6 separate regions of the Mus musculus genome follow, and all the other regions are linked to region 6. The links are chromatin contacts, called in public Hi-C maps. All regions are on one chromosome and are shown on one strand. Each heading gives the region's core, a stretch centred on a gene start, on an enhancer-like site or on the middle of the called end of the contact. The rest is flanking DNA. Distances are from core to core; before and after follow the strand shown.

The links. Hi-C and Micro-C count contacts between places; a contact is called where the count stands out from the background.
Region 1: a contact with region 6 is called in a Hi-C map of bone marrow-derived macrophages, with 32 read pairs. The contact joins two enhancer-like sites. A contact is called at or near these places in 3 of 484 Hi-C or Micro-C datasets (bone marrow-derived macrophages, conventional type 1 dendritic cells and cortical neurons), 5 of 115 datasets of contacts at active chromatin or transcription factors (CD8 T cells, acute myeloid leukemia, cardiomyocytes and 2 more) and 1 of 9 other capture datasets (embryonic stem cells).
Region 2: a contact with region 6 is called in a Hi-C map of bone marrow-derived macrophages, with 18 read pairs. The contact joins two enhancer-like sites. A contact is called at or near these places in 2 of 484 Hi-C or Micro-C datasets (bone marrow-derived macrophages and embryonic retina) and 1 of 115 datasets of contacts at active chromatin or transcription factors (fibro-adipogenic progenitors).
Region 3: a contact with region 6 is called in a Hi-C map of bone marrow-derived macrophages, with 38 read pairs. The contact joins two enhancer-like sites. A contact is called at or near these places in 2 of 15 datasets of contacts at CTCF or cohesin (CD8 T cells and large pre-B cells), 59 of 484 Hi-C or Micro-C datasets (B cells, the C2C12 cell line, CD4 T cells and 37 more), 12 of 115 datasets of contacts at active chromatin or transcription factors (CD8 T cells, the NIH/3T3 cell line, Th17 cells and 9 more) and 3 of 9 other capture datasets (adipose tissue, embryonic stem cells and liver).
Region 4: a Hi-C map of bone marrow-derived macrophages shows a contact between it and region 6, with 26 read pairs. The contact joins two enhancer-like sites. A contact is called at or near these places in 1 of 15 datasets of contacts at CTCF or cohesin (the NIH/3T3 cell line), 4 of 484 Hi-C or Micro-C datasets (bone marrow-derived macrophages, cerebral cortex, cortical neurons and 1 more), 1 of 115 datasets of contacts at active chromatin or transcription factors (fibro-adipogenic progenitors) and 1 of 9 other capture datasets (embryonic stem cells).
Region 5: a contact with region 6 is called in a Hi-C map of bone marrow-derived macrophages, with 27 read pairs. The contact joins two enhancer-like sites. A contact is called at or near these places in 1 of 15 datasets of contacts at CTCF or cohesin (the NIH/3T3 cell line), 7 of 484 Hi-C or Micro-C datasets (CD8 T cells, bone marrow-derived macrophages, conventional dendritic cells and 2 more), 5 of 115 datasets of contacts at active chromatin or transcription factors (CD8 T cells, acute myeloid leukemia, embryonic fibroblasts and 2 more) and 1 of 9 other capture datasets (embryonic stem cells).

Annotation. Positions count from the first base shown.
Region 1 is chr3:109,436,838-109,440,883 of GRCm38.p6, forward strand. The region is part of intron 2 of Vav3 (vav 3 oncogene); the gene reads left to right. Among named protein-coding and RNA genes, the nearest start is that of Vav3, 98 kb to the left of the region's middle. Within about 2 kb of position 2,639, at least 18 of the 459 cell types and tissues checked have an H3K27ac peak or open chromatin away from gene starts, as enhancers often do. A contact at or near this core is called in bone marrow-derived macrophages, where this site is marked.
Region 2 is chr3:109,513,344-109,517,843 of GRCm38.p6, forward strand. It overlaps Vav3 (vav 3 oncogene), which reads left to right. Exons shown (of 27, transcript NM_020505.2): 10 at 2,645-2,740. Among named protein-coding and RNA genes, the nearest start is that of Vav3, 170 kb to the left of the region's middle. Within about 2 kb of position 2,343, at least 45 of the 459 cell types and tissues checked have an H3K27ac peak or open chromatin away from gene starts, as enhancers often do. A contact at or near this core is called in bone marrow-derived macrophages, where this site is marked.
Region 3 is chr3:109,490,279-109,494,341 of GRCm38.p6, forward strand. The region is part of intron 2 of Vav3 (vav 3 oncogene); the gene reads left to right. Among named protein-coding and RNA genes, the nearest start is that of Vav3, 150 kb to the left of the region's middle. Within about 2 kb of position 1,498, at least 6 of the 459 cell types and tissues checked have an H3K27ac peak or open chromatin away from gene starts, as enhancers often do. A contact at or near this core is called in bone marrow-derived macrophages and neural stem cells, where this site is marked.
Region 4 is chr3:109,417,712-109,421,767 of GRCm38.p6, forward strand. All of the region lies in intron 1 of Vav3 (vav 3 oncogene), which reads left to right. Among named protein-coding and RNA genes, the nearest start is that of Vav3, 79 kb to the left of the region's middle. Within about 2 kb of position 1,805, at least 5 of the 459 cell types and tissues checked have an H3K27ac peak or open chromatin away from gene starts, as enhancers often do. A contact at or near this core is called in bone marrow-derived macrophages, where this site is marked.
Region 5 is chr3:109,468,011-109,472,042 of GRCm38.p6, forward strand. The region is part of intron 2 of Vav3 (vav 3 oncogene); the gene reads left to right. Among named protein-coding and RNA genes, the nearest start is that of Vav3, 130 kb to the left of the region's middle. Within about 2 kb of position 1,616, at least 57 of the 459 cell types and tissues checked have an H3K27ac peak or open chromatin away from gene starts, as enhancers often do. A contact at or near this core is called in the NIH/3T3 cell line, bone marrow-derived macrophages and embryonic fibroblasts, where this site is marked.
Region 6 is chr3:109,154,401-109,158,241 of GRCm38.p6, forward strand. It overlaps Slc25a24 (solute carrier family 25 (mitochondrial carrier, phosphate carrier), member 24), which reads left to right. Exons shown (of 10, transcript NM_172685.3): 4 at 594-705; 5 at 2,447-2,605. Among named protein-coding and RNA genes, the nearest start is that of Slc25a24, 33 kb to the left of the region's middle. Within about 2 kb of position 1,716, at least 64 of the 459 cell types and tissues checked have an H3K27ac peak or open chromatin away from gene starts, as enhancers often do. A contact at or near this core is called in the NIH/3T3 cell line, bone marrow-derived macrophages, embryonic fibroblasts and 1 more, where this site is marked.

The DNA.
Region 1 (4,046 bases), core at 1,389-3,888, 280 kb after region 6:
TAATGAATCACATGTCTGTAAAATTGTGAAGAGAAAGAAATGCCCTTGCTCACCGTGGAGCCTCATACGGGGAGACAGCTAGGGCCATTGTTCATGACAGACATGAGTAGAAGAGAGAACTGTGTTGCCCCAGAAAGCACTGAGCTCACACAAAGACTCCAGCAACAGCTCTCATACAAGCCAGGCCAAGCCATCCCTGCAGTGAGGGATGGTTACTTAGAGGCTGATTAGAAGGTTTAGGATCACTCACAGATGCAGCTATAACAACAGCAGGTGTCTTGACAAGTGTTCTTTTTGAATAGGGGGTCCATTTGGCTTTCTTCTCTCCTCCTACTCTGAAAATGTTACTATCCATTGTTCTGCAGTGACAGGTAGTCAAGGTCTTTGGCTCTTAAGTTGCTGAGCTGAGGAATCAAAACAAATGAGAGATAAACAAACAAGATCATCACAAAGTTGCAGAGGTGAATACGACTGAGGGAGTAAACCAAAGGAAAGGCTGAACAACTGAAGGAAGCCTGCCAGGCAGAGGGGAAGGAAAGGCTCTGAAATAAATGCTAAGACCTGAGAGAAGAGAAGGAAAAGAGTATTGCTCTTATTACTGCACTTCCAATTTACCTATTCAATAAATCCCCCAGGAAATTTCAATTAGATTCTGATTCTGATTCAGTAGTCCCCTGGAGTCCCCTGGAGTCCCCTGGAGCAAAGCTAGTTCTCCAAATTGACCTCAGTTTTTTTGTTTTGTTTTGTTTTTTGTTTTTTGTGTGTGTGTTTTTTTTTCCAATCCTAAACTATCTTCGGATGGGCAAGCAGCCACTTCTTGGCAAGGGCATATTGGCATTCTGCATGGACTGCTTTGCTTTGGTGGCTTGTTGGTTATGTAATTCTCTTCCAGAGTGCCCATGCTTCAACTTTTCTGTTTCACCTGGGGCTGCTTCACCTTCAGGGGTTGTGGCAGTCTTAGAACTTTAAGCTCCCAGAAGGCATAAAGACATCTCCTGTGCCCATACTTGGGAGAGAGAAAGGTATTCCAAAGAGGGAAGGAACAAATGTAGGATGTCTCTTTGATACTGTACCTCCTGTTAGCCCACCCACTGAGAATGTCCTTTGCAGAACTGGAAATGTGGTTTGAGGGTTTAAGTGTGACTTTTACTTTTAAGTTCTTCCATTGAATAAATAGCAAATCTTTTGGATAGATTTTTAAAAAATATTCTATTGAATTTCAAATATCCATGGTTTTGTGTGTCAACTTGACACAAGTTAAGAGTCATCAGAGAGAATGGAGTCTTAGTTAAGGAAATGCCTCCATGAAATCTAGCTGCAAGGCAGTTTTTTAAAAAAATTGATGATTAATGGGGACAGTCTCTGCTCATTGTGGGAGGTGCCTTCCCTGAGCAGGTGGTCCTGAGTTCCATAAGAAAGCAGGCTGAGGAAGCCAGGGGAAGCAAGGCAGGAAACAGCACCCCTCCATGGCCTCTGCATCAGCTCTTGCCTTCAGGTTCCTGCCCTGTTTGAGTTCCTGTCCTGACTTCCTTTGGTGAAGAACAGCAATGTGGAAATGTAAGCCAAATGGACCTTTTTTCCCAACTTGCATTTTGTTCATGGTGTTTTGTCTCAGCAATAGAAGCCCTAACTAAGATACTGTGTACTCAGAAATCTGTTTGTTGGTATATGTCTCGTGTAACAGCAGTATACTGAACTACATGTTTATAAATACATGCATACACATAACTTGTGATTCCTAACTTACGTGTACTCATCAAAAAACCAATAGCTGGACATTGTATTTCTTGTTCTTTGATGACTTGAGTTTCACTGTGGCTCTTGGTTGTTCTTGTGTAGTGTATGCTCTCTTGAAGAGGCCTTTAGGACAGAGCTGCTTTTTGGTTTCTTTTCAAGAAATGCATTGCATCACACAGGATATAAGTATTGAAACAAATGAATATGGTATAGCATGCTCAGTGCTACGCTAAGCAACAGAAAAGGTTCTCTGAGTAGGAACACAGGGGTAGGGGATCTGCTGCCCCATCTCCCATATGATGAAGGAATAGTCCTTGAGTGGTACCCTTTTACTGAGTCTATAAAGGGCAGGAAGGATGCTGGTACTGACCAAAAGGAATAACCTTATTTTATGTCCTTTGTAGTCATTTTCTTTCCCCACAACAGCCTTATTATGTTAGCATTATCCCCACTTTATGACTGAGGAGTATGATGGTCAGAAATATAAAACTCATAGCTAGGGGGCATTGGAACAAGAAGCTGAGACACTGTATATCTGATCTCAGAGATGTTAATCATGTACTGCCTTATTTCCAAGCAAAAGTGAAAGGCTACCTCTGATTAGAGGGAATGTCCTACAGAAAGGAACAGAAAAGGGATCCATCCCCTTAAAATGTTGTAGTATCACAGATTATCCTTGCCGATCAAGCATAAGATATAGCTAAATGAGCTAGGTCTTGAGGTCCAGCAGAAATTGAGCAAATGGGTAAGACTCAGGGCCTTTTGGGTGTGCACCGTGGGGTTTGATGAGCGCTTTTAGCAGGTGTGAGCTGTAATTCGTGATCTCCATGCTGGAGTCAAGCACTGTGTCAGTGAGAGGAGGCTGTGGGAAGCTGTGGTCACACCAGCAGCAGGAAGAACCGGTATGAAGATGAGGAACTGTGGTAGAAAAACAGTGCAGAGCTTTGAGAGCGAAGACACGAGTCATGCATGGCTAGAGAGCTTCTGGGTGATTAGGAATCGATTGTGATCAGAGAAATGGAGTCAGAAGAGGGAAGGGTCACTCCTAGATGACTGGAGAGGAGCAGGGCTTAGGGAAGGGGAAACAGTGGGGCAGGAACAGGTGCACCTGACAGCAGCTTAAAATTGATGGGGGACACCAAGGGCATTTGCATTCACTTACTGTAAATATATTCAGCAACCCAATAGATATTTTCCTTTAGCAGATTTTAAGTAAAAGTTCCCATTTTAAACTTTTCTGTAGACTGATGTTTTTATTTTTACTTTCTTATTTAGTATTCGGCAGGAGCTTGGGTCCCTGTAGTGTACTTAGAAATATTGGTCTTATTTCTTTTCAAGTGACTTGCTTTTTCTATGATCAGAGTGGGTGAAGGAATATTTGTCAGTATTTGCAAGGCTGTAGCAAGCCTTCACATTCTTACTGTGAGCCTCCCTCCTGCTGCACTGACCGTATTCCATCTCAGCTGTGCTGAGAGATCTTTGACCCCATCACACTGATTTACAGCTAAGCTGCAGCTTATCCAAGTTACACAGGACATTTGGTGAGTCTAATACGTTATTGCATATGATGGGTGACCAATTCACAAGGATAATTGGTGAACTCCAGGCAAATGGCTCTCAGTAGCTGGTCTCTTGCCAGCAGCAACCATGCAGAGCTCTAAGCTTTGAGTCCTTTGGCTGTGATGCCCACGTGCATGTTTTCTATATCCACTCATCTCTTAAAGACATATTTGCATCTACAGGAGTGTAGCGGTGATGGCGGGGATAGAAATGTACAGATGTCCTTGCCTGCTGGGGATCAATACAGGAGGCGTGTTCCAGGATGAAGCGTGTACCCGACAACTTCAGGCAACAGTGCTGGGCAGCCTCTGCAGATGTGTGGAGTCTTGATGAGGGGAGGCTGTTGAGTCACTTGTTTTCCACCCAAAGCACCTGCATCTTTGTAGGGATCCATTGTTGATTACAGAGCCTTGTCTAGCTCACCTCAGTGCTAGTTAGAATGCCCTTTCAGCATGAGCCACCCTGACAAATCAAGACAGTGTGTGAGGAGCAAAGAAAGGACTTGTCAGTTCATGGTGAAGTCAGAAACTGTTAGGATAGAATTGATGTATTACAGTCTAGAGTAGTGCCCATGGACGTGTGAGTGCCTGTGTGCATGCATGCATGTGTGCATCTATGTGAGTGTGTGTGTGTGTGTGTGTGTGTGTGTGTGTGTGTGTGTGTACACAGATGATTTTATCAGAACTGTGGTAGGTGATTCTGGATATAGGTTTTTCCTTGCTACCCTTGGCCTGTTTTTCTGTGAAGAG
Region 2 (4,500 bases), core at 1,093-3,592, 360 kb after region 6:
GTTCATGATTATCCTCGTACCTCTGGGAAGTGAAGGTGGGAAGATCCCATCTACCCCTGGGGTTTGCTGGCCATCTGCTGTAGTCTACTGGCTCAGTGCCACACCAGTGAGAGACCCAAAAAACAAGATGAATGTTATAGCAAATCAACACTTGCACTTGTCTTCTGGCATCCACACACATGTTCACCCATGTACATACAGGAACGCTATTGAATCAGCTAGCTTCCCAGTGAACTTGTAATTAAGACACACATAACTCATCAGCATGTTTGATTCTAGCTCATTTTCCTCTAGACCTGTAGTCAAACATACTCATGACATCATCATGGTCATTAGAATTATTAATCTGATAATGCCTTTGAATGTGTTAGAAAAGCTAAGAATAGACAAAGGAACAAATTCATGGCCCGAATATTATCTTAAGGAACTCTCTTTACCGAAGAAGCCTTTGGTCTGACACATGCAGTTGCTTAAGAATATTGAACTCCATTGTGTAAATGTACCACATTTCCTGTATCCATTCCTCTGTTGAGGGGCATCTGGGTTCTTTCCAGCTTCTGGCTATTAAAAAGAATGAATTTATGAAATTCCTAGCCAAATGGATGGACCTGGAGAACATCATCCTGAGTGAGGTAACACATTCACAAAGGAACTCACACAATATGTACTCACTGATAAGTGGATATTAGCCCAAAACTTAGGATACCCAAGATATAAGATACAATTTCCTAAACACATGAAACTCAAGAAAAATGAAGACTGAAGTGTGGACACTATGCCCCTCCTTAGAAGTGGGAACAAAACACCCATGGAAGAAGTTACAGAGACAAAGTTTGGAGCTGAGATGAAAGGATGGACCATGTAGAGACTGCCATATCCAGGGATCCACCCCATAATCAGCATCCAAACGCTGACACCATTGCATACACTAGCAAGATTTTGCTGAAAGGACCCAGATGTAGCTGTCTCTTGTGAGACTATGCCGGGGCCTAGCAAACACAGAAGTGGATGCTCACAGTCAGCTAATGGATGGATCACAGGGCTCCCAATGGAGGAGCTAGAGAAAGTACCCAAGGAGCTAAAGGGATCTGCAACCCTATAGGTGGAACAACATTATGAACTAACCAGTACCCCGGAGCTCTTGACTCTAGCTGCATATGTATCAAAAGATGGCCTAGTCGGCCATCAGAGGAAAGAGAGGCCCATTGGACATGCAAACTTTATATGCCCCAGTACAGGGGAACGCCAGGGCCAAAAAAATGGGAATAGGTGGGTAGGGAAGTGGGGGAGGAGGGTATGGGGGACTTTTGGGATAGCATTGGAAATGTAATTGAGGAAAATACGTAAAAAAAATAAAAAAGAATATTGAACTCATGAGGTTTCTATCTAGCAATGTTCCTTGACATTTTGGCATCTTTTGGATTAACACTGTTTGCATGTTTCAGTCAGGGTTCTTTAGAGAAACTGAATTGATAGAATGAATCTATATCACACTCATGGTACTAAAATCTTTATTAGTTAGGGTTCTCTAGAACCTACCTAGAAACCTGTATAGAAAGGGGATTATTAAAGTGGTGGACAGATGGTCATCCAGCTAGTCTAACAGTAGCTGTCCACCAATGGAAAGTCCAAGAACCCAGTAGTTGTTATATCCGTGGAGATAGATGCCTCAGTTGGTCTTCACTATACACTCAAATCCCAAAGTAGGCTCTAAGTCCAGTGAAGGAATGGAGTAGTCAGTAAGACAAGACAATCAGAGAAAGAACAAAAGTTTTCTATAGGCTTTCGCCATAAGGGGTAGCCTAGATTAGAGGTGGGCCTTACCACCTCAAAAGATCAGGATTAAAGATGAGTCTTCCCACCTCAAATTACTTGGGTGCTAGAATTATAGACATGCACCACCATACCCAGCTTACAGTACCTTTTAAAAAGAAGATAAAGTGTATAAAATATGAAGGTTTAAAATATTAATTGTGGTAACCGGTTTATATTTTCACATATTCAGCCAAATATTCCATTTGATTTAGTTAGGTAAGTATTTATAAGCAAATAGAAGGTTGTCTGTTTTTTAAGAGGTTTAAGGGACATGCCTTTAGTTCAGAAGGTTATATTGGGGCAGATATTCTTTTCAATGATAATTAAGTGGGCACAAAGCATACTTAGACACAGACCGAACAAGGCAAGAAGGGAGGGAAGGAAGAAGAGGTAAAGAAAATGATGTTGACTGGAATTCTCCCTCAAGCCCAGTAGAATGCTTTGGGAAGGCTATGGTGTTGTGTTTGGAGAGAATTGATGTGGCCAGAGCATGAGGCTGGATGAACCCACATGACTTTAATGAGTCAGGCCCCGAGCTGTCTGATTCATAACCCTGGGGGAATGTGGGAGGAGAACTCTAAAGGAAAACTTGGGAGGGATTGGAGGATGTGCTATAAAGCCAATCTTCAGTCGTAATTCTGCTTGATTCATCTTATGGTTTGAAATACTATAAGACATGCTTTTTAAAAAACCTGAAGCTACTAGAAGTGTTGCTGTGGAAAGGAGCAAAGATACTTGTAAGGATTTTACTTTTGGGCTTTGCATTTTTGTAGTGTTTTCTGACTTCCTTCGAGTAAACTAACGAAAGTTTAAAACTCCATTGCCTTAGGAATGTTCAAAAAGAGCCAATAACGGGAAGTTTACTCTGCGCGATTTGCTGGTCGTTCCAATGCAGCGCGTGCTGAAGTATCACCTCCTCCTTCAGGTCTGTACATTAACAGCGCAAATGCTACCATGCATTTGCTCACCCCACAGAACACCGACGGGCGGCAGCCTCATGCAGAGTCTCCATATTATAATTAGAGCTAAGTGTGAAATGGCCAGGACAGCTAGGTGTTTTATTTTCCTTTTAGCAAAAATAAATAAATAAAAAACAAATAAATAAAATAATTCTGTCTTTACTAAGAAGACATTTTGTGTTCTTCATAAAGGATAGGAAAAAAAAAAAAACTAATGAATGAAACAGATACTAGTAAAAACGTGCCTTCTATGGCATGTTTTGGAGTTAGCGATAATCATTCGCTAGCGAGTCAATGAACCTGAGTGTGCTCAGATTACCCTCATTAGACTGTCCGCCTTATCACAATAATTAAGAGAATATTGTATCATGGGCTGTATTGCTTTTTCAGTGCACGAGATGTACTAAGACGGCATCTATTGTGAGGGGATGCTTACTATAACACACAAAGTTTATGGTTTCCACGGTTAGTCCTCTAATGAGGGTGGAGAGTCTTATAAATTTAATTTGATAGCTATACCAGGAGGCTCATTAGTTCTGCTCCAAAGAAATGTCTCATTGTATTAGTCTGCGAACCCGGCTGATGCTTGTGGAATGTCATTTTAAAAAGATCTACTACCTGTACGTGAAATAGAATTTTGAGTCTTCTGTGCTTCGTACATCTTGTATATTAAATTTCTTGAACTGTAGCCATGCAATTATTCGTCATTTCTATTTTGGTTCTACTGAGAAATCAGAAAAATTCAAACCCTGATTATTTCTTAAAAATGCATTAAAACATTCATGAGACCTAAACTCAAAGCAACTTAATCAAATTGGATTTTATGAAAAAATAATAAGGGGCAACTCAGGCAATCAGCTTTCAAGGCTTTGCGGAGCTAAAAACAGGTCCAAAATAAGATAATAATTTGTTTTGTTTCTTTGATGTCTTGAAGCACCGACTGAAGAATTTAGAAGGTTCAGATCAAGAGTCAGACTCTTTGGGTCCTTGTAAGATTTTGTGCAGACTCAAAAACTAAGAAATACAATGATGTGTTTTTGAACTCTTTCCTTACCCTGCTTCTCCCCCTTCTGTTGTTTTGTATTTTAGAGTTCAAGACTACGTGTAATTCTACAAAGTTTTTTTTTTTTTTTTTACAAATTAGGAAGCTCTATTTTTGGTACTATATGTGGATAAAAATTTTAGAGATTTTTTTTTAACTTTTAACATATTTTGGAGCACTTGTCTGGTGTCTCGAGATATCAGTTTGTAATTTTTCTCCTTACTAGTGCACTTGCATGCTTTCTAATGGAAATCCCTTCCGATGCTGGCTCATCTGAGGACAATGACATAAAATTTAAAATATTTCTGACAAGCAGTGAGCCTGCATGGGTCTGACCTAGGCCCTCTGTGTGATGTTTCAGTAGTATAGATTGTGGGACTCCAACAGTGGCATTGGGAAGTCTCTGACTCCTGCTTGCCTTGGGGACTTTGTCCCCCCTACTGGGTTGGCTCAACCAGCCTAAATACAAGGGGAGGCGCCTAGTCTTACTGTAACTTGATAGGCCTTGTTTGTCTGATATCCATGGGGTGGGGGCTGACCTTTTCTGAGGAGAAAAGAAGTGGATGGGGTCTGGGGTGTGGTTTGTGGGTTGTGCTGAGGCATTGGGAGGAGAGAAGGGAGGAGAAACTGTAGTCAGGATGTAATGTGTGAGAGAATAAATTTAAAAATTAAAGTGTTTTATAG
Region 3 (4,063 bases), core at 248-2,747, 340 kb after region 6:
AAGATGAATAAAGTGCATTTATGCATGATGGCACGGCTGTGATTGATGGCTAGTGACAAAGCATGACCCTGCACACTTTAGAAAAATCTTAGAAAGGTTTTAAAAACAGCTTTATAATAGTCCTCTCTATTTTTGAGGCAGGATCCTACTTCATAATCTATACTCCTTTACAACTGATTAGCTTAAAAAAAAACAACCTTGAGTTCTTTTGAGAAAAAAAAATTAGAAACTGATTTTGAAAATGTTATAGAACTGATAAGTGCCAGGACAGGACTATAGCCACCGTCTAAGAGAGGACACATGAGATTCAGGTTGGGATGGGAGCAGAACACAGAGAGAAGGCACCTTGGGCTCCAGCTGCCTTGTGGAACTCTGGTGACACTTGAGCAGAGCTGCCTGGTGCTTTGATCTCTGGTTTCCAGTTGTGCATCTGAGTGGACACTCCTTCATTACCTAGTCTGAGCCTGCTGTCCCTCCTGAGCCCGCATGGTGGTCAGCCAGGGCGCCCAAGGACATCTCACCTCTTATGGTCTCACCGTGGCTGTCTCAGAGCACTCTTGGACCATTGAGAAAATCCCTGTGTGACTGACTTTTGGCTATTGTCTGCTCCCCATGGCTTCCTGTCCCCTCTGTTCACCCTTTCACTAATGCCATTCATTAGCCCTGTTCTCTGCTCGCCTATGTTCTCACTGACCCTGTTGCTTCTGGGATGCAATCTCCAGTTTAAAGTGGTAATGAGAAGCCGTGCCTACTTCTCTCACCTTCCTCACACAGTAGGTCTAATTAATGTCAGCCCAAATAAAATCTTGACTTCTTTACACACGTGTTTCCTTTCCCGTGGGGATAGAGGATGTGGGCAGGAAAGGTTGGTCAGGACGGGGAGTCACAGTAGCTCGCTGTTGCTAAGTCCTTACTGCCTTACCCACCTTTCTGGAAACTGACGTCCACAATCTCTTGTTTTGAAGTATCCATTTAAAAATCAACATATTTCATGGAACATAGGCTTTTTAGTGTCTTTCGGTATTTTTTTTGTTGTTGTTGTTTTATTTTATTTTATAAATATTCTTGTCTGTATGCTTCAGAAGGGCAGGGAATTCATAGAGGGGATTTGAGGATCTGGCATTGATCTGTGTCTTTGTCTGTTCACAGTCTGTAAACATCGTCTTTATAGAATAGATGTTGTTCTAAAAATACCACATTGACCAAGCAGCCTTTATTTGTTTTGACTAAATTTAGTATTAGTATTAGAATGATGAAGAGAACAGACATAAAAGTGAAGGGTCTTGCAGCTACTCATTGTAAGATCACCATGCAGTCTTCCCACCCTTCTGTCCCATGAATTTAGCTGTATTATCTTCTAGTATTGAATATAATAAATGACCACCATTAAATCATAGGAGTTGCTTAAACCAAATTTTCAAAGCATGATTAAAGGTAATGCTTAAAGCAGACCTAAGGTAATAGACTATCGTTTGGCTCCCTCTAGTGGTGCATGTTTACATGACAAGTCAAGCTGTATGATTTCTGTCATCTGGGTTTTCCAGCTCCAGGGGGAAAGGGACATGGGCGGGGAAAGACTGTAGTTATTCTCAGTGTTGACAGATCAAAGACAGAAAGTGAAGTATTTTGTAAATCAACAGTTGTCATACAATTATCTCCAAAGAACAAAATAAATTGCCATTAAGATGCACATTAAAGTAGCAGGAATAATATTTTATTGCTGTGTTGTTTTTCTTGCTAAGAGGGCCTAAGACCACAGCATACAACACAACCAGAAGCAGGGTGTTCTCTGGGGTTCTGTAGCACTGACTCATCCCAATGGTGTGTGTCTCAAACCCTACTTTAGCCAGAGGTCTGAGGACTACTTATTCCAGATGTTTTTAAAAAACTAGACTTTTCACTTAGAAACACATAATTTTGGCATCTTCAAATATCAGTAATTTTTATTTCCTAGTGTTTCAGCAGGAGGTTAGGGTTAAACCGCAGAGTTTTGGAGCCACTAGCTTTGCTCCCCTGGTCTCCAGGTCGCTTGCTTCACTTTACCCCTAGGAACCATTAAAAGCATCCCCTCTGTCCTTATGCTCTTGTTAAAAATGATGAAGCCGTGTTTGGTTTATTTTTAAGTTAACAAGTCTATATACATGTCATGTAGAACATGCTGTTTTGAGCTAACTGTGCACTGTGGAGTGTTTAGACAGAACCGACTGATGTGTGTCTACTCTACTTCATTTTTTTTAATGCTACCATGCCACGCCTATTCTTTTCACAATTTTCAAGAATCCAAGAATTCACAGGAGATTGCTATTTATAGTCAATATGTAATTACAATTTCCCATGTAGTTAATTTTATTTTCTATAATAAAACTTCACAAACATTTGATGGACATTCTCACCCCACCCCCGCCAATAACTTAACGCGGAAGTTAATTAGCTGTTCTTATTTATGTTTTATAGAGGTGGGTTCACCTGAGTGAACAAGGCTCCCAATGGGCTCCCTCCTGAGCCAGGAGTTTGGAGACCCCATTTATGGGACTGGTACCCCGCAGAGGCTCATTTGAGGGATGGAGATCCTTGCTCACGCTTCTGTCCTGGGGCTGAGGCTTTTTAGAGGACACTACCTCAATCCAGACAGATGCATCTTCCCCCATTGCCGTTCTTACTCAAAAAGAATCACATAGCAGATCCTCCTTTGCTGCGCTTGATTTTGAGAGTTTGAGCCATCATGTTTATCATTAAAAAAATGCAGTTAATGAGAAAATGAATTCTGGATCTAGATGGTTTCCTCAGTGAGTTTCTGCCAAACGATTGAAATGAAAGAGGAGTGAGATTACTAAATACAGATGCTAAAACTGTCAGCAGAGCACGCTTGGACTTAGGTACTGAAATACATAATCGAAAGTAATTTAGAGCAGAAAAGTTCTTGAAAGCACTAAGCAATTTCTTTTAGTGATTATAAAGAATTGCTACCTTTGAACCATTTATTTCACATGTACTGTGTTATTTCATCCTTACAATAATCTAATGATCATTAGCTATTCTTTGAAGACCTATCTAGAGGAAGAAGCCAACACTAGCGAGTTTAGGCAGTTGCTTAGAATTAGCTGGCTAATGAATGTGAAACCCGGATTTGATCTTGCGTGATCAGGCTAAGAACTGGCACGCTCAACCATTTTGCTGCTCAGTGATGCCTGCTGAGCTGTGGAAATATGTGATATCTGTGTGGCCCAAAACGTGACAGAAACGGTGATGACTGAGTGCCTAGAGCCAGGCCAGGTCAGCCATGGAAATACAATGTATGAGTTTTTTTTTTTTTTTAATTTTATTAGGTATTTTCTTCATTTACATTTCCAATGCTATCCCAAAAGTCCCCCATACCCCCCCCCACTTCCCTACCCACCCACTCCCACTTCTTAGTCCTGGCGTTCCCCTGTACTGAGGCATATAAAGTTTGCATGACCAATGGGCCTTTCTTTCCAGTGATAGCCAACTAGGCCATCTTTTGATACATATGCAGCTAGAGACACAAGCTCCGGGGGTACTGGTTAGTTCATATTGTTGTTCCACCTATAGGGTTGCAGTTCCCTTTAGCTCCTTGGGTACTTTCTCTAGCTCCTCCATTGGGAGCCCTGTGATCCATCCAATAGCTGACTGTGAGCATTCACTTCTGTGTTTGCTAGGCCCCAGCATAGTCTCCCAAGAGACAGCTATATCAGGGTCCTTTCAGCAAAATCTTGCTAGTGTATGCAATGGCTGATTATGGGATGGATCCCCGGATATGGCAGTCTCTAGATGGTCCATCTTTTCGTCTCAGCTCCAAACTTTGTCTCTGTAACTCCTTCTATGGGTGTTTTGTTCCCAATTCTAAGAAGGGGCAAAGTGTCCACACTTTGGTCTTTGTTCTTCCCAAGCTTCATGTGTTTCGCAAATTGTATCTTATATCTTGGGTATTCTAAGTTTCTGAGCTAATATCCACTTATCAGTGAGTACATATCATGTGAGTTCTTTTGTGATTGGGTTACCTCACTCAGGATGATGTCTTCCAGGTCCATCCATTTGCTTAGGA
Region 4 (4,056 bases), core at 555-3,054, 260 kb after region 6:
TCTCAGAAGATGGAAAGATCTCCCATGCTCATGGATTGGCAGGATCAACATTGTAAAAATGGCTATCTTGCCAAAAGCAATCTACAGATTCAATGCAATCCCCATCAAAATTTCAGCTCAATTTTTCACTGAGTAAGAAAGAGAAATTTGCAAATTCATCTGGAATAACAAAAAACCTAGGATAGCAAAAACTCTTCTCAAGGATAAAAGAACCTCTGTTGGAGTCACCATGCCTGACCTAAAGCTGTACTACAGAGCAATTGTGATTAAAAAAAACACTGCATGGTACTGGTACAGCGACCAACAGTTAGATCAATGGAATAGAATTGAAGACCCAGAAATGAACCCACACACCTATGGTCACTTGATCTTTGACAAAGGAGCTAAATCCATCCAGAGGGAAAAAGCCAGCATTTTCAACAAATGGTGCTGGCACAACTGGCAGTTATCCTGTAGAAGAATTCAAATTTATCCACTCTTATCTCCTTGTACAAAGCCCAAGTCTAAGTGGATCAAGGAACTCCACATAAAACCAGAGACACTGAAACTTATAGAGGAGAAAGTGGAGAAAAGCCTCAAAGATATGGGCACAGGGGAAAATTCCTGAACAGAACAGCATTGGCTTGTGCTGTAAGATTGAGAATTAACAAATGGGACCTCATAAAATTGCAAAGCTTTTGTAAGGCAAAAGACACTGTCAATAAGACAAAAAGGCCACCAACAGATTGGGAAAGGATCTTCACCAATCCTAAATCAGATAGGGGACTAATATCCAATATACACAAATAACTCAAGAATCTGGACTCCAGAAAATCAAATAACCCTATTAAAAATGAGGTACAGAGCTAAACAAAGAATTTTCTTTTTCTTTTCTTTTTTTCTTTTTTTCCTTCCTTCCTTCCTTCCTTCCTTCCTTCCTTCCTTCCTTCCTTCCTTCCTTCCTTCCTTTCTTTCTTTCTTTCTTTCTGAGACAGTGTTTCTCTGTATAGCCCTGGGTGTCCTGGAACTCACTTTGTAGACCAGGCTGGCCTCGAACTCATAAATCTGCCTGCCTCTGCCTCCCAAGTGCTGGCATTAAAGGCATGCACCACCACCGCCCGGCTAAGAATTTTCAACTGAGGAATACCAAATGTCTGAGAAGCACCTGAAAAATGTTCAACATCCTTAATCATCAGGGAAATGCAAATCAAAACAACCCTGAGATTCCACCTCACACCAGTCAGAATTGCTAAGATCAAAAATTCAGGTGACAGCAGATGCTGTTGAGGATGTGGTGAAAGAGGAACACTCCTCCATTGCTGTTGGGATTGCAAGCTGGTACAACCACTCTGGAAATCAGTCTGGTGGTTCCTCAGAAAATTTAACATAGTACTACTGGAGGATCCTGCAATACCTCTCCTGGGCATATACCCAGAAGATATTCCAACTTGTAATAAGAACACAAGCTCCACTATGTTCATAATAGCCTTATTTATAATAGCCATAAGCTGGAAAGAACCCAGCTGTCCTTCAACAGAAGAATGGATACAGAAAATGTAGTACATTTACAGAATGGAGTACTAAGCAGCTATTAAAAACAATGAATTTATGATATTCTTAGGCAAATGGATGGATCTGAGGATATCATCCTGAGTGAGGTAACCCAATCACAAAAGAAGTCACTTGATATGCACTCACTGATAAGTGGATATTAGCTCAGAAAGTTAGAATACCCAAGATACAATTCACAAAACACATGAAACTCAAGAAGAAGGAAGTCCAAAGTGTGGATAATTTGTTCCTCCTATGACTGGGCACAAAATACCCATGGAAGGAGTTACATAGACAATGTGTGGAGCTGAGACGGAATGAAGGACCATCAAGAGACTGCCCTACCCAGGGATCCATCCCATAAACAGCCACCAAACCCAAACACTACTGCATATGCCAGCAAGATTTTGCTGACAGCACCTTGATGTAGCTATCTCTTTTGAGGCTATGCCCCTGCTTGGCAAATACAGAAGTGGATGCTCACAGTCACCTATTGGATGGAACACAGGGCCCCCAATGGAGGAGGTAAAGAAATTACTCAAGTAGTTGAAGGGGTCTGCAACCCTATAGGAGGAACAACAATATGAACTAACCAGTAACCCCAGAGCTCATATCTCTAGCTGCATATGTAGCAGAGAATGGCCTTGTGGAACATCAATGAGAGGAGAGGCCCTTGGCCTTGCGAAGATTATATGCCCCAGTACAGGGGAATGCCAGGGCCAGGAAGTGGGAGTGGGTGGGCTGGCGAGCATGGAATGGCGAGGGTATAGGGAACTTTTGGGATAGCATTTGAAATGTAAATGAATAAAATATCTAATAAAATTGTTTTTGAAAAAAATTAAAAATAAATTGCTTTGGAAACCACTGGAGTAGATCTTAGCTTGGGTGAAAACGTTATAAAAAGAGATTGAGGTTGGAATGGTAGAAATTTGAATAGCTAATAGGCATTAATTGCTAATTCTCTTTAAAATCAAGTCTGAAAATAATATGAGAAGTGGTTTTTTTATGTGTCCTGATGTTATTGGTACACAGGGGAACATTCTAACCTCTAAGAGACACATGCTGAGTGATTTAGGAGGGAATACCCCTGTCTGCACCCTCCTTTTCACAGCACAGACAGAATGTTTTTTGCGGTAACGGCCATGCACACGAAAGCACACACAGAGCTGTTGTGAGTGTGGAATAGGTGGAAGTACACGGTGTAGGTATATTATTCTTTCAGCCTTTGTGCTGGATTTCTTAAACTGGAAACTGAATAGAATCAAAGGAGTGAATACGTGAAGGAGCAGGGTGTCTGGTGGGCTCAGCTGTGTTTGGGACCTCCATAATGATGCCACAGCCCCCTTCCTCTGTCCCTCCACTCTGCTCCTGTTTTTGCCCACAGCAGAACACTTGGGAGTCCAGAGTGCATGCAGAGCCTAGTGCTTTCAGCCAAATTTTGAAGCACTATGAAGATCTCCCAGGAGTATTACTAGAAACGCTTAAAGCAGAGCCTTTTAGCTTTTCCAGTATCTATGATATTGCAGGCATTCAAAAACAGTTGGCTAAAACCAGGTATTAAACAGAGTAATCAGGCTAGTGAATTGCTGGAAAAGCAAGAGCACACGAGTGACTTTGTTGGGATCCAGCAAACACTTGTGGATCGGAATAGAATTGAACTTGCGAAGGTTAAGGAAGGTTAATATTGGCTCCAGTAAATTCAAAGCCTGATTTTCAGGCTTCGTGACTGTTTTCAACTGTTTCGACTTTGAATGATGCTTCTTGCCTTTCTGACTTCATGATCAAAGCGTTTTGGTAGAGACCTGCTGCAAGTTTTTCCTACACATGGGGAAAATGTGGGTTTGGTGAGACATCTTCAGAGGGTGGTATTTGCAACTGTGCTTTGTTCCTTGGTGAGCTATGAGTCTCTCCTCACTTAATTATGTTAAAAAATACTGCAAGAGAGCAATTGCATAATCCCCCAGAGAGTAATTATTGCCTGTCTTGGCAGAATGCAAGGCTTTTAATCTGTAAATAAGTGATTCTGTGTGGAGGAGCAACATGCAGAGTGATGCTGTGTAGTAAAGGTCTCATGAATCTTTAAAGTGACAGCAGTCGCTGCATCCCCTGATTGGCTGCTGTTTGCCTTTCAAAGCCTTTACGATGCTTCCCTTGTGGTTTTAACCCCTCCTGAAATATTTAAGCCTCCAAATGCTTCCTGTAAAGGGTAAAACTCAAGTTAAGTCCATGACGAATCTGGATGCAGAAAAAGCAAGAGGAGATTTTCCAAGTTTATAAATACTAAAAACCAAAACAAGATGCAATATTGACAGTCAGTGCTTTGGAAACACATGAAAACAAAGAAGCAATAATTACTCACTTATCAATATAGTACTCACATATTGGAGATTAAGTTTTTGTTGTTTTGTTTTGAGATGGTCTCAGGTAGCTCAGGCTAACCCTGAGCTCACTGCATAGCTGAGGATAACCCTGAACTCCTGATACTCCTATTTCCCATGTGAGTTGGGATTATAGGGTCACACCGGC
Region 5 (4,032 bases), core at 366-2,865, 310 kb after region 6:
TTGATGGCTCCCCATACTACAGAGGGAAAAGCTTTCCCTTCTTAACACAGCTTGGTAGACTTTCCTAATCTACCTGTAATCTGCTAATTCAGTGTTGTGTCTTATCTTTTCTTCCTTTTTGCCACATGGGCTTTGTTATGGCTGATAACCACTCTCTGTCCCCAGCGAGACATGCTATGCACCAGTCTGCACCATGCTTCTTCTATGTACCTGCCTTTGTGCTTTGGAACGCTTCTCTCTCTCTCTTTGGAAAACTTCATGACCCTTTATGCCCAATGCACACGTTACCATCCCTGAAAGGCTTCAGTGCTTTCTGCTGCAGTGGTTGGAGTTGTACCTCACTCCAGGATCCTTTTGGAGCTTCCCGTGACTCTGTCAGTCTTTATTCTCCCCATTGAGTAGTAAGCTTCTTAGAGGGAGGGACTGGAACCTTTCCTTGGAAGGATCCCATAGGACATCCTCAAAGCTCTTTTGCTTCTTAAAATTTGATGCTTGTCACAGGAGGAACATGCTTTGGAGACTAGGGTCTGGTAGCACTTCAGTCTTTGGACATGTAGGTGCTATACTAGAGTCATGAGGCTCAGGGTAGAGCCAGGACTGTGGCTTGAGTGATGGCAGCCAGCATCTGTGAGTCCTGAGTGACAGCCTGGTTGGCATAGGAAATAGTGATGTAGGTGGGTGGGGGCTGTCTTTGTACCTTTCCACTTCATTTTGCTCATTTGGGGCATTAGAGTGTTTGAATAGACATCCCTTTGGATGCTTTTAGCTGTCAAAAGTGTGTGTTATTGCCTCTGCCTTGCATTCTCTATACTTTACAAATTATCTACAAGAATATATTACTGTCAAAACTTGAGGTGCCAGGCTAAGGTTCCAATGACTCATAACAAGCAAAAGATCGAGCTAAAAGAAAAGCATTCAGCCCAAAGAAGCACCTACAGGCAGGCCCATCTGGCACCCAAATGACACTTATTAGTGACACACTTGACAGTGCCAGGGGCTTGGAAGAATCATGGTCAGCAAGAAGACTCTAAACAGGACTGGACCAGGCTGAGGTTATGTAAGGCTGCAAATGGCCTGTGTTTATCAGTGTTATCAATTAGGAAGCCAATGCATACTTGCTTGAGTATATTTGGCAATAGGCATATTTGACACTAGGTGAAGATTTTTGCACCAATGATTTCATTTGACTTCACAATTTCCCCAGGATCGGCTTAAATATCTCAAAATCATATGTTAGAAATGGGCTCAGATAAGCTAAGTAACTTACCCAGATCACTCAAGTATGAAATGTTGAAGTCATTCTTCTAGTGCCCAGTCACAAGATTCTAAAACCTGTGTTCTTTTTTTTTTTTTTTTTTTTTTTGTTGATATAACATTCTACTTCTATGTTAGGCAAAGAGATAAGGGTCTAAGAGGGCTACTGACAAGACCCGGAATTTGGAGATACTGTTTCCAGATTCCTAATAGCATAAAGAGATGGTAGATAGTGCAGAATTCTATTACAAATTTCCCATCTTCAAGCAAGTGTTTTGATGAGGGATTACAAGTTGTTCTTATCCATGTCTTGAGGAATCCAGATTTCTAGCTGTAAGTCAAAGAATGGGATCTGAGTCACTCCTTGAGTCACTGCCAGGGCCATGGTGCCTGGCAGGCAGGAACAGTGCGTGCAGGGGCCCCTGGAGCTTGTCTGGTCATGTGAGCTGCCAGGCACGCTGTCTTTGAGACAGGGCCCTGGACTTCAGCCACTGCCATGGAGCCCTTACTTGAGATGTTGTTAATCGTTATGGTGAGAGTACAAACACACCTTTTTCCTCATTTCACAAGCTTCTAAGTGGGCATCTAGGAGTGGGGTGCCTGTGGCACAACATAGGTCATGTGTGCAAGCCCTAGGATGAGGTGAAGGCTGAGATGCAAGTGATGGGCAGCTCTATGTTAGAGTGGATGATGGGCTCCCAATTCTAAGATAGGGGTTTTCCCATGCAGACAAAACTGGTCATGTCACACAGCATACATGCAAAAGATAGACACTGGAGCATCCAACCAAGCTTCCATTACCACTTATTTCAGTAGAATGCTATTTCTTCTTATGCCAAATGTAAGGAAAATTGTGGTGCACTTTTTATTCCTTGGGTCCAGAATCTTTGGAACTCTCTCTTGCATTCATCATCTGGAATAACATACACTGTAATATGAAGATACTCTTAAATTAGACAGCTTCCTTTCTATGAATGGGACCATCATACCAGTTTAGAGCATCAATACTTAGGTTTTGAAACTTCTCAGTAATCATTGTCTGCTCTTACAAATGGTGCTTTCACCTCTTGGATCAGCCATGCTGGTTGCTGCCAGGGTACTCTCTCGAAAGCCCAGTTTTCACCATGCATCCCATTTTGAAGATTATCCATTAAGATAGTCGAGGAGTCAGTGACCTTTGGATCACTTTTGACTTGAATTCCCTTCGACATCAGCTGAGGAGGGTAAATATGATTGCCTTATGAATCAGAAGTCATTCCTGTTCTTTATTAATGTCCACTTGCTGCCTTTTCTTGGGTTTAGTTTGTTTCTCCTTGAAATCTTCATACCACCACAGTTGCCATATCGGATGACGTTTTGATATTTAAGTGTTTATGATATGCACTTGGGTTTAGAATTCAGTGGCCTTTTTCTTCCTAGTTTTTAATTCATCAAGTGTTTTCAATTCCTTTATTTTTATGTTTTTTTTTCCTGACCCTCTTTCTAGTTCTTAAGAGGCTGAGACCCCACCCCTATGTTGAAGATTGTATTTAGTGTTCTTGTCTAGCTTGTGCAAGGACCAATTAATGGGTCACATCCACAGCCCTTTGTCCTGTTAATGTTAGACTTCAGATGGGTTCTTGCTGGGTGATGATTAACCAAAAGAGAAATATATGTTTTGGTTTCTACTGAGAGAGAGAGAGAGAGAGAGAGAGAGAGAGAGAGAGAGAGAGAGAGAGAGAGAGAGAGAATGTGCAGAGACCAGAGGTCAATGTCCACTGTCTTCCTCAGTCCTTTCCTCCTGTATCCACAGTGCTGGGACTGTAGGCACAGCTTGCTTCTTGCTGTTTTTATGAGCACTGGGAGAGCTGAACTCAAGTCTTCACGATTCTGAAGCAAACACTTTATCAGTGGAGCCATCCCCCCCACCCCCCAGCCAAGTGTAGTTTTTAAATCATTCAGCAACAAAGGAACTTGATTTAAAAGTGAAAGATTAGTCATTTGCTTTGACTTGTGAGTTTTGTGTACACTACTCTCCATATGGAATTAATACTGTTGAATACCTTAAATAGCTGTGTGTGTGTGTATCTATCCCATCTGTTTGTTTATGGTATTGTGATATTGACTAGCTCCATATATTCTTAACCTCATACTCACTGGGAATCAAGCAAGGAAATAACAATGAGCTGATAAGATGGAACAGTTGGTAAGGGAGCTTCCTATTAAGCCTGATGAGTTTTGTTAGATATCGGGACCCACATGGTGTCCTTCAACCTTTACATGCACTCTGTGGCATGTTCCTCTGTCAAAGTAAATTACAAAAAAAAAATAATAAAGAAAAGTACTCACACACCTATGATCACCTGATCTTTGACAAAGGAGCTAAAACCATCAAGTGGAAAAAAAGACAGCATTTTCAACAAATGGTGCTGGCTCAACTGTCGGTTAGCATGTAGAAGAATGCAAATTGATCCAAAGCTCAAGTCCAAGTGCATCAAGGACCTCCACATAAAACCAGGTATACTGAAATTTATAGAGGAGAAAGTGGGGAAGAACATGGAACACACGGGCACAGGGGAAAGATTCCTGAACAGAACACCAATAGCTTGTGCTGTAAGATCAAGAATCGACAAATGGGACCTCATAAAATTGCAAAGCTTCTGTAAGGCAAAGGACACCATCAGTAATACAAAAAGGCAACCAACAGATTGGGAAAAGATCTATACCAATCCTAAATCCAATAGAGGGCTAATATCCAGTATATACAAAGAACTCAAGAAAGTAGACTCCAGAGAAACA
Region 6 (3,841 bases), core at 466-2,965:
ATTTTCTTTCATTGCTAAAAATTGGAGTAGAAAATTGATAGTGTATTTTGAATCTATTTCAAAATTATACCCACATGTTGCAAGCATAGGGTGTTAAGCAATAATCCTGCACTGGTGACGAGGGGAAAAGGACCCTGAGCCCATTCATTTTCACCTCTCAACATTTCGTTGTCCAGTTTTTGTGTCCTTCAGCCGAGTGACTTTGAGTTTGACAGAACCCTAAAGGCAATCTGCAGTGGGATCTCTCTGTAGTATTTGGATCTACTTTTCTCCAAATAGTGAAAGTGACTGGAAAAGACCATAATCCATAGATTCTATTTTCAGCAATGTATAATTGCAAGTAGTATATTTTTCTTGAAGATGGAATCCAGGGCCTACATGCCCGCTAACCAAATGCCCTGTCACTGAACCTCTTAAACCTGCCAAGGGTTTTTTTTTTGTTTGTTTGTCTTGTTTTGTTTTGTTTTGTTTTAGTTCAGTACGAGTGTTAAGTTGGAAAGCAGATGTTCATTCTGTAAAGTAGGCAATAATGTTGGCTCTGCGAGTTTATCATTCATTTATCTTGTTCTTTAATCATCTGTTTAAACTTTCAGCATCGACTCTGATGGGACGATGACCGTGGACTGGAATGAATGGAGGGATTACTTTTTATTTAACCCTGTGACAGACATTGAGGAAATTATCCGTTTCTGGAAACACTCTACTGTAAGTCTGCTTTATGGATCTGTAGCTCCAAGCCACAGGCATAGTGCTGATGCAGGAAACACACCTCAAGGGAGACAAACAGAGTTTATTCTGTTTTGAAATGAGGGACCCTAGCCTGGTAACATAGATTCAGGTTGCCCTAAATTCAATGTCCCAACATGGAAATAGTTCCATGAGGTTTTGTTTTGTTTTGTTTTGTTTTGTTTTAAATAGTAACGGGGCAAGCAAAATCATAACTCAGGACACTTTTCAAATACATTGGTAGAAACATCAGATAGATGGCTTACAGCAAAGTAGGGAAATTTCTACTATGGACCTCAGATGTTGTGTGATGATGCTCTTAGCCCTTGTGTTGGTGGAATCTAGGGGTCATTCATGTCTTCCAAAGGGTTTATGTAATAGCCACAAGGATGCTAGGCTACACACAGAGGTGGGCAGTAAATACATATTAAGGGGAATGAAGACAGTTAAGATAGGCTGGCTCTAGACTTGCATGTTAGGCTACACACAGAGGTGGGCAGTAAATACATATTAAGGGGAATGAAGACAGTTAAGATAGGTTGGCTCTAGACTTGTAGCACTGCAAGCTTTCCACATCACTGAAGTTCTGATCAGGCTGTTAGTCTTCACAGTTGCTTATCCTTAATGGAGCTCTGGTTCACAGTAGTTACCACCCAAGAGCATCAAAACACCTTGGGAAGGGTGGCCAAGTCTCAAGAGAGTACCGGGATCTATTTGATTTCTACAGTTCTGTTTATTCTGTTAGGCACAGGATTATAGAATATCTTTAAAGCTCCCCCCCCCCCCCCCCGCAAGGTAGTATAAATACAGCTTTTCTCAAAACTTGGAGGAAGTCCTATCTTGATGAACAAGCTGTCTGGCTCTCATTAGCATGTGCTGCTTCTGCTATGGGGAAGTCTGGTAGTCCGATGACACACATTACCAAAGTCATTCCTGTGCATCCAGATAGCTAAAGATGTTATGGCCTCGGGTCCCTGAACCTTTGCTTATTTAGGCTGCCTTGACTCATTGCCGACATAAGGTATTGCATTACTCACTGAATGCTAGGGAATAACTTTGACTCATGTGGTTGGCATTTCCTGCCAGTTTATACTTCACAAATTTTTTATTGTGATTCTTTCATTAGCATTCTGGCAAAATATATTGGTATAAATTAGGTTTGTCACACAGTCTGTTTCTTGAAGCCTCTGGGGACCTTCTGCAGGCTCTCCCACCCCTCAACCTGTGGATTTGTTCTCTATACTTGGAGGGAAGTGTCTTTGACTCCCACTTAATACTCTGAGAGTTCACACTGTCACCAGTAACAATGTCTACGTTTACACAGAACATCATAAAATCAATTATGACTATACATTTTATACTGTGAACTTTGTATTATATCTTTGGGGATAGTTGTTAACATTTGATGTTATAATCATAAATTCATTTTATTGGGAACAAATGGAAGAAGAGAGAGTTACTACCAGCTTGGTTTATTACCTTTCATTCTTGCCCATAAAGTTTATGACAAGGTCATTTTATATGTGTGGTGCTAGGATCTGGAACATGTTAGGAAAGTGCTCTGTGACCTAGTTATACCCACCACAGCATTTAAATAATTAAGTTGCAAAAACAATTATGTGGGCTCGCTCCTAACAGTAACAGCTCCGACACAAAAAGAAAGTTCTGGGCTTATCTGTTTGCGACTGAAGAACTGTGGGATCTCTTTCCATTCCACCAGGGAATTGACATAGGGGATAGTTTAACTATTCCAGATGAATTCACAGAAGATGAGAAAAAATCAGGACAGTGGTGGAGGCAGCTCCTGGCAGGAGGTGTGGCGGGCGCCGTCTCTAGAACGAGCACCGCTCCTTTGGATCGCCTCAAGGTCATGATGCAGGTGAGCAGCGTGCCTTATGCTCCCTTTATATCTTAGGAAATATTATTCTACCATTACCCCTCAGATTAGTCTCATGTCTAAGTATTTGGTGCTGTCACACTAAACCGTAAATCGTTAGTACTTGTATGTAATGAAATATTAGTCTTTGGTATTCCGTGACTTTAAATGTTCAATTAAAAACCCTTCACTGCTATTATAGGGTTCTCATTAAATTACTCATGTTTTCTTTGATCTTATGACTTGAGAAAGCAGAGGATTTCTCAAGTCTAGAGTTTTGGTGACAAGAATGTAATTTCAAAAGTGATTCTAGATCTAAGGTTAGCAGAAAAGACCTGGGTTTCCAGGCAGAGTTGGCTACTTACAGGCATTGGGCTGGTCATGAGGAGAGAAGAGAAAAGAAAGGATATCCATTTGTGCACGTGACAGGGACCCATTTAATATTCACAGCAGCCTGAAAAGCAGGTGGTTCGGCTTCATTTTGCATATGTAGAAACTCAGGGGGTAAAATTAACATTTCCTTGATGAAAAAGAGGAGATGAAGCACAATAGAGCTTAACAGCCAGTGCCTTGGTTCCTAAACTTCATGTGACCTCTGAGATCTCATGTTTCCTCCATCCCACAATGGGCAGAGTGTCTAACAAGGATGGCTCTGAAGTTTAGCTTATATAAGCACTGGCATATGTCCTAGAAGAACATAGTGGCTGCCTAAGAATGTTTTTATTTTATGTGTATGGGCATTCTGCCCAGATGTATGTATTCTGCCCAGATGTGCGTATGGGCACCCTATGCATGCAATGGCCGTGGAGCCTCTGACACTGGAGTTACAGATGCCGTGTGTGTGTGTGTGTGTGTGTGTGTGTGTGTGTGTGTGTGTGTGTGTGTGTGGTGTGTGGTAGGAACCAAACCTGTGTCCCCAGGGCCGTCCTACAGTTCCTTAAAATGTTTTTAAAGCTGTACAGGCAGCGCTTCTTTTTATTTTTAATTTGTTTGAACAAAATATTTCTGACAGTACTTTAAGTTACCATTCCTTCATGATGCATCCAATTCAAAAATGTGTTTACAAATCTAGCTCTTTATAGAAAATGGGAGAGATTTGATAGAGGCTGTTTTCTTTAGTAAACTGACATCAAGAAAGCACGCATTTTCCCTTGTCATATGTTATCATGAAGTTTATTATTTAAAACAAAATGGATCTGTTAGGATTGTAATTTCCACACACCTGCAGGCCTTTCCAAA